Regions from separate parts of the Sus scrofa genome. Here region 2 is linked to region 1. Evidence: chromatin contacts called from public HiChIP or PLAC-seq data. All regions are on one chromosome and are shown on one strand. The core of a region is the stretch at or near the end of the contact, and the rest is flanking DNA. Distances in the headings are between cores, read along the strand shown.

Region 1 (2,700 bases), core at 43-2,542:
CATATGCCACAGTGCGACCCTAAAAAAGACAAAAAAAAAAAAAAAGGCTGCCCTTTTATTTTTCTGAAACTCTTTGTGAATTATTGTCCTTCAAGATAATGGTAACCACAGATGTTGGATTTTTTTAAAATATTGCTTAGCAAAATAAAAAAAAAGTTGCAACCATGATCTGACTTTATTTATTCGAGATTCTTCTGGGATTTTTTGTTTGCCTTGTTTTTCTTATTTTGTAATTCATAAAAATCTAAAAGTCTGGAAACTATGTATGGAGTTTACAAACGTCAGGTGCCACTTTGTCCACCAGATGGCAGAGCAGCTCTACACTTGGCTTCGCAAGGCTCCACCTTCTGCTGCCTCTGCCCATTCTCCCTAGGCAAAAATCACCCGTTCATCTTTCAAAAAATATCTTGTTTCCTCTTTTTAGAATCTTCCCGCAAGGAGTATTTTGAACAGAGGTATTTTACATTTCAGCCTAGAAATGAACTTCCCCCATGGTGTTGTGTTTAGGCTTGCCATCTTTTAAAAAATATTATTCATTATAAATCTCTATTAATAAAACAAAGACCTAACCTAGCTGATGATGTTAGGAAAAGAGGGGACATAATTGATCCTAAATATTTATCCTTCTCCCTTCTAACTCCAACCCCCACCAGCAACCCCCCCTCCACACACACACACCTGAAGCTCAGGACAGGGACGCTCGGGGAGGGAGGGAAGGAGGAAAATGTAGTTGGTGTAATGGAATGGAATCTGATACCTTAGGTCCAGGAAAATAGAGCCACTAACTAGAAACAAAGAGGAGCGCCATACTGCCACCCAGTGGTGTGTGCGAGCTGATTCTTTGTAGATTTTTGCAGACAAGACCTTTCTGTTTATGTAACACACCTGAGGACTTTACACGACACTTTATTACACCGATCTTCTGGCCCCACCAGTACCTGATAGGGTCAGGCCTGCCGGAACCTAGCAGTCAGTGTATCGGCAGACCTTTGACTTCCGGTTACTGGCTTGCCCAAATGGTAGGTCCGTGAGGACCTAAATAGTCTCTGCTGCCTTGCAGATCCAGTGACTATCACAGCGGACTATTTGTGCACCCTTAGAGCCAAAGCACTACCCTAAGGCTTCACTGTTATCTGAGCAAGAGACTCAGCCATCGCATGTGGTCAACTTTCTTTAAAATCCCCCATTTCAAAAATCTGAGTAAATCTTGGATTCTCCCCCCAATGCTTTGTCGTAGGAGGAACTGACTGGCTGTCTAAAAAGGCCCACGTCTTCCTGAGAACATCTTGCTAAAGTCATCACTTCCTTGTCCTAGGCCAAGACCACAGAGCCTAGGAAAGAACTCAGGGACATCTGTGGGTGCAGAGGATGGAAAAAAACAGTATCATTTTTTTCCCTATTTCAGTTTGGCCTGAGGGACTATTCAGAATACCCAGGGTCAGCCCTGTCTTCCTCATTCCCTCCCGCCCCCCTTCCTTCCTTCCTTCCTTCCTTCTGCGTTTTACTTTCACTTCCCAAATCACCCCTCTACTACACTTTGGGATTGAACAGATTGGGGTTCAAATTCAGACCACCTCCCTTGCTAGCCAGGTGACATTTTAATGTTTCTTGATCTTGTTTCCCATCCCTTAAAAGAGGATAATGGAACCTCACCAGTGCCCTCGTGTGGGCCTTCATCCCCTTTCCTTAAAAAACATCCTCATGCTTCCAAATTCCACGCTCTGTTCCTACCTTCCCATCCAAACTCAATTTCCTTCAGTGTCAGGCTACATCAGATTCTGAGAAAGCACCCTAAAGGAATTAATGTATGATAATGTGAAAAGGACGAATAATAGCCTCTCCCTCTCAGATCCTAGAGTTAAATAAGCCTCTGTCAGAATTGCAGAACTTCCAAATGATTAGATGTGAGTTCGAGGTCATCTGGTTCAAATCCCATATTCTCCAAATGATGCAACTGTATCCTGGAGACATCAGGTAGATGGTCCAGAGTATCTCCTAGAAGAGCACAGACTGGGACACAGTAGACACAGTGTACTGACCTCTGCCCAGATTCCTTCCAATATCCTACACTGCCTCTGGGAGTCTATTCCTGCCTCTCCTCCTGGGCCTCTTCCCGTTGTCAGCTTCAGAACCCGTTAGTACCATTCTCCTCCCCTCTCCTCTCTTCCTAATTATCACTGTTGCCGGTGGCTGATGTAAAGACCTCATTCACATTATCCCGAACTCAATGTTCAGTATTCCTTAGGGAACGGCCCTAAGCTCCACATGCACGATAATTTAGAATGGAGTTGTTTTGGGAGAACAAGTAGAAGAAATTTCTGGAAGTGAGAAAACTACATGAGCAAAGGCAGGCAGGTGTGGAGCCTTTATATCAGTGACTATAAGACAGTACAAATGACATAAATACAAACTGAAAGGCCACAGATCAGACCTAAATTTCAACTGGGAGGATGACAACATCTGTGAGCAGAAGGGGACCAAGGGGAAATGATGCGGTTCACATTCAGCTGCTGCATCTATTAGGGGGAAAAAATCAGAAAGTTGGGCAGCAAGTGGGAAGGAAGATTCTGTGCAGAGAAGTAAAAGTGATGGGAGAACACAGCTCTATAAGGCTTGGTCCGCTCTGCTGGCCATTTCCCATCCTCACAGCCCCAGGGAGCCTTATAAAATGTGAACACTCAGGACTTTTTGGCAAATTAA
Region 2 (2,700 bases), core at 90-2,589, 260 kb after region 1:
TACTGTTAATAACCCATTTTCAATAGAAGAATGGGTGGTTTCATTCCCCTTGGGGTCCCCATTGTGGCGCTGTGCAATGGGCCGAAAACTAAGAGACTGCAGGGAGGGGAAAAGCCCACAGAAAAGAGGGAATAGGAACCACAAAACCAGGAAAATAGATCTCTTATTTTCATAATTTCCCTTACCTAGCAAAGTCATCATAGTGCACCCCACTTCTAAGGGGGAAAGCAAGTATGGATTTGAAAGACAACTGAGCCAATTTTCAACATAAACATCATGGCTTTGAGCATTTCAGAGAGTAGGTTTTCTGTCCATGAGGCTTGGGATGCCATTCTTCAGTTCATCGTCAAACTCTCTCGACTAACAAGCCTGACTCAGGAAGGAAGTGTAAAATAACATTTCAATTTTGCGTTCTGAGATTCAATACTGGCTCTGTCACTTAGTTGCTATAGGACTTTAGACAATTTTCCGAACTTCTCCAAACCTGTTTGCTCAGAGAATAATACATACCAAATGGTGAGTCTAAGGCCTGGCATAGAGTATGTGTCCAATAAACATTTACCTTTAGGAGCTCCCATCATGGTGCAGTGGAAACAAATCCGACTAGGAACCATGAGGTTGCGGGTTCGATCCCTGGCCTCGCTCAGTGGGTTAAGGATCTGGCGTTGCCATGAGCTGTGGTGTAGGTTGCAGACGCAACTCGGATCTGGCGTTGCTGTGGCTGGTGGCATAGGCTGGCAGCTACAGCTCTGATTTGACCCCTAGCCTGGAAACTGCCGTATGCCCCAGGTGGGGCCCTAAAAGGACAAAACAACAACAACAACAAACATTTACCTTTAAAATAAATAAATAAATAAATAAGGTAAAGTGAACCTAACCATTTGCAACTATTTTTGGACAAAGTCAGTAGTTCAAAAATGACCTTGCTTTGTTTTTTAATGAGGATCATTTAATTTGGTTTCCAAAGATGCTTTGCTATATTTGCACACATACATAACATACAACATGGTCATATATATATACATATAACATGTCTTATTTTCACATTAGTTGCAGTAGTGGAAGAGTCTAGGACATCAGAGATTGACAAGGAAGAGGAAGAACAAACCACTCAAGGCTCTTACTTCATCACTGGTAAGTGTCCCCACCACTTATTTATCTAGAATAAACAGTTGACATTTTAACCTCTTAATCAATACATCCAGTAGCCTTTTTAGGTCCTCATTTTTCTTGATCTTTCTATTGGTTAATCACTCCCTTGTTCCCTTAGTTGTCTCCCTGGCTTCCTGGACATACTCTGCCTGGTCCTGCTACTTTTGCTGACCACGCTTCTTGTATCCACTAACTAACTTCCCTTCCTCCTCCGGCTTCTTCCATGTAGATTGGATTTTACTTCCCTATCCTCAGTCATTGCCTTAATTTTTCTTTTTCTTCTTCTTCTTCTTTTTTTTTTTTTTTTTTAGGACTGAAGCTAGGACATATGAGAGTTCCCATGCTAGACAGCCAATTGGAGCTGCATGTGTGACCTATGCCACAGCTTGGGGCAACACCAGATCCTTAATCCACTGAGCCTGGCCAGGGATCAAACCCACATGCTCGTGGACACTGTCAGATTCTTAACCCACTGAGCCAAAATGGGAACTCCTATTTCCTTAAATTTTCTTTTGCGTAATTAGGGCCACACGTGTGGACTATGTAGCATATGTCCCAGGCTAGGGGGCGAATCAGAGCTGCATCTGCCGGCCTACACCACAGCCACAGCAATGCAGGATCCAAGCCGTATCTGTGACCTATACCACAGCTCATGGCAATGCTGGATCCTTAACCTACGGAGGGAGGCCAAGGATCAAACTCACATCCTCAAGGCTACCAGTTGGGCTCATCACCACTGAGCCACAATAGGACTTCCCTTCCTTGATTCTTAAAGAGTTTCCTCATCCCCAAGATTGTCTGTGTGGCACCCGGCAGATTTCCATACCTGTATTTGTAGGACATTCTCCTGGGCGTTAGTCCTGTTTCATTCCATTTCCCAAACATCTCTGGCTGAACTTCCTGCCATCTCCTCAAACTCAACGTGGCTTAAAATGAAATAGCACCATTTCCCACAAAATCAGCCTGTCCAAAGCATCACACTCAAACCTTTGGTGTCGTCTTCTCTCTTGTATATGTGTGTGAGTGTATAGATACACACATATAAAATCAGTAGGTTTCTAAGGACTCTCCAGTCTTCTCTTTTAGGTATTTTGTCCACTATCTCTGCCACTTCCCTGATCCAGACTCTCATCACGTCCTGCATGAAGTGCTGTAACTTTCGTTTCTCCTCTGGTCCATTTTCAGCACCTTCCTCTCAAAGCAGCCTTCTGCAGTCTTGACGCCTATGTCCACAGAACCTCTTTGGCTCACAGTCTACAACACAGAGCCTGAGCCTTAAACCCTTCATGAGGTCCACGCTACCATCCATCAGTGCTGTCCTGTCTCTATAAAGTCCTGACCAGATTACACATATTTTTCCAAAAACACCCCATTTTGATTGCCCTGCCCGTTTGCCCTAACTGCCCCGATGAAAGGAAAGTCCACGCCCCTCCTCTCCTCACCCCTCCTTCAAGGCCAATATCCTTACTGAAAACTTTCCTGACCACCTCAGACACCACTCCTACCTGGGAGTCCCTGAACACAGTATTATATTAGCACATGTGGGCC

The links. HiChIP or PLAC-seq counts read pairs in DNA pulled down with a chosen protein or histone mark.
Region 2: a contact with region 1 is called in an H3K27ac HiChIP or PLAC-seq map of alveolar macrophages. The contact joins two enhancer-like sites. A contact is called at or near these places in 12 of 47 Hi-C or Micro-C datasets (alveolar macrophages, brain, embryonic fibroblasts and 9 more) and 1 of 2 datasets of contacts at active chromatin or transcription factors (alveolar macrophages).

What each region holds. Positions count from the first base shown.
Region 1 is chr9:49,546,344-49,549,043 of Sscrofa11.1, forward strand. No RefSeq gene overlaps it. Among named protein-coding and RNA genes, the nearest start is that of UBASH3B, 83 kb to the right of the region's middle. Within about 2 kb of position 1,293, at least 12 of the 83 cell types and tissues checked have an H3K27ac peak or open chromatin away from gene starts, as enhancers often do. A contact at or near this core is called in alveolar macrophages, where this site is marked.
Region 2 is chr9:49,802,707-49,805,406 of Sscrofa11.1, forward strand. It overlaps CRTAM (cytotoxic and regulatory T-cell molecule), which reads left to right. Exons shown (of 10, transcript XM_021063022.1): 7 at 1,051-1,134. Among named protein-coding and RNA genes, the nearest start is that of CRTAM, 22 kb to the left of the region's middle. Within about 2 kb of position 1,340, at least 1 of the 83 cell types and tissues checked has an H3K27ac peak or open chromatin away from gene starts, as enhancers often do. A contact at or near this core is called in alveolar macrophages, where this site is marked.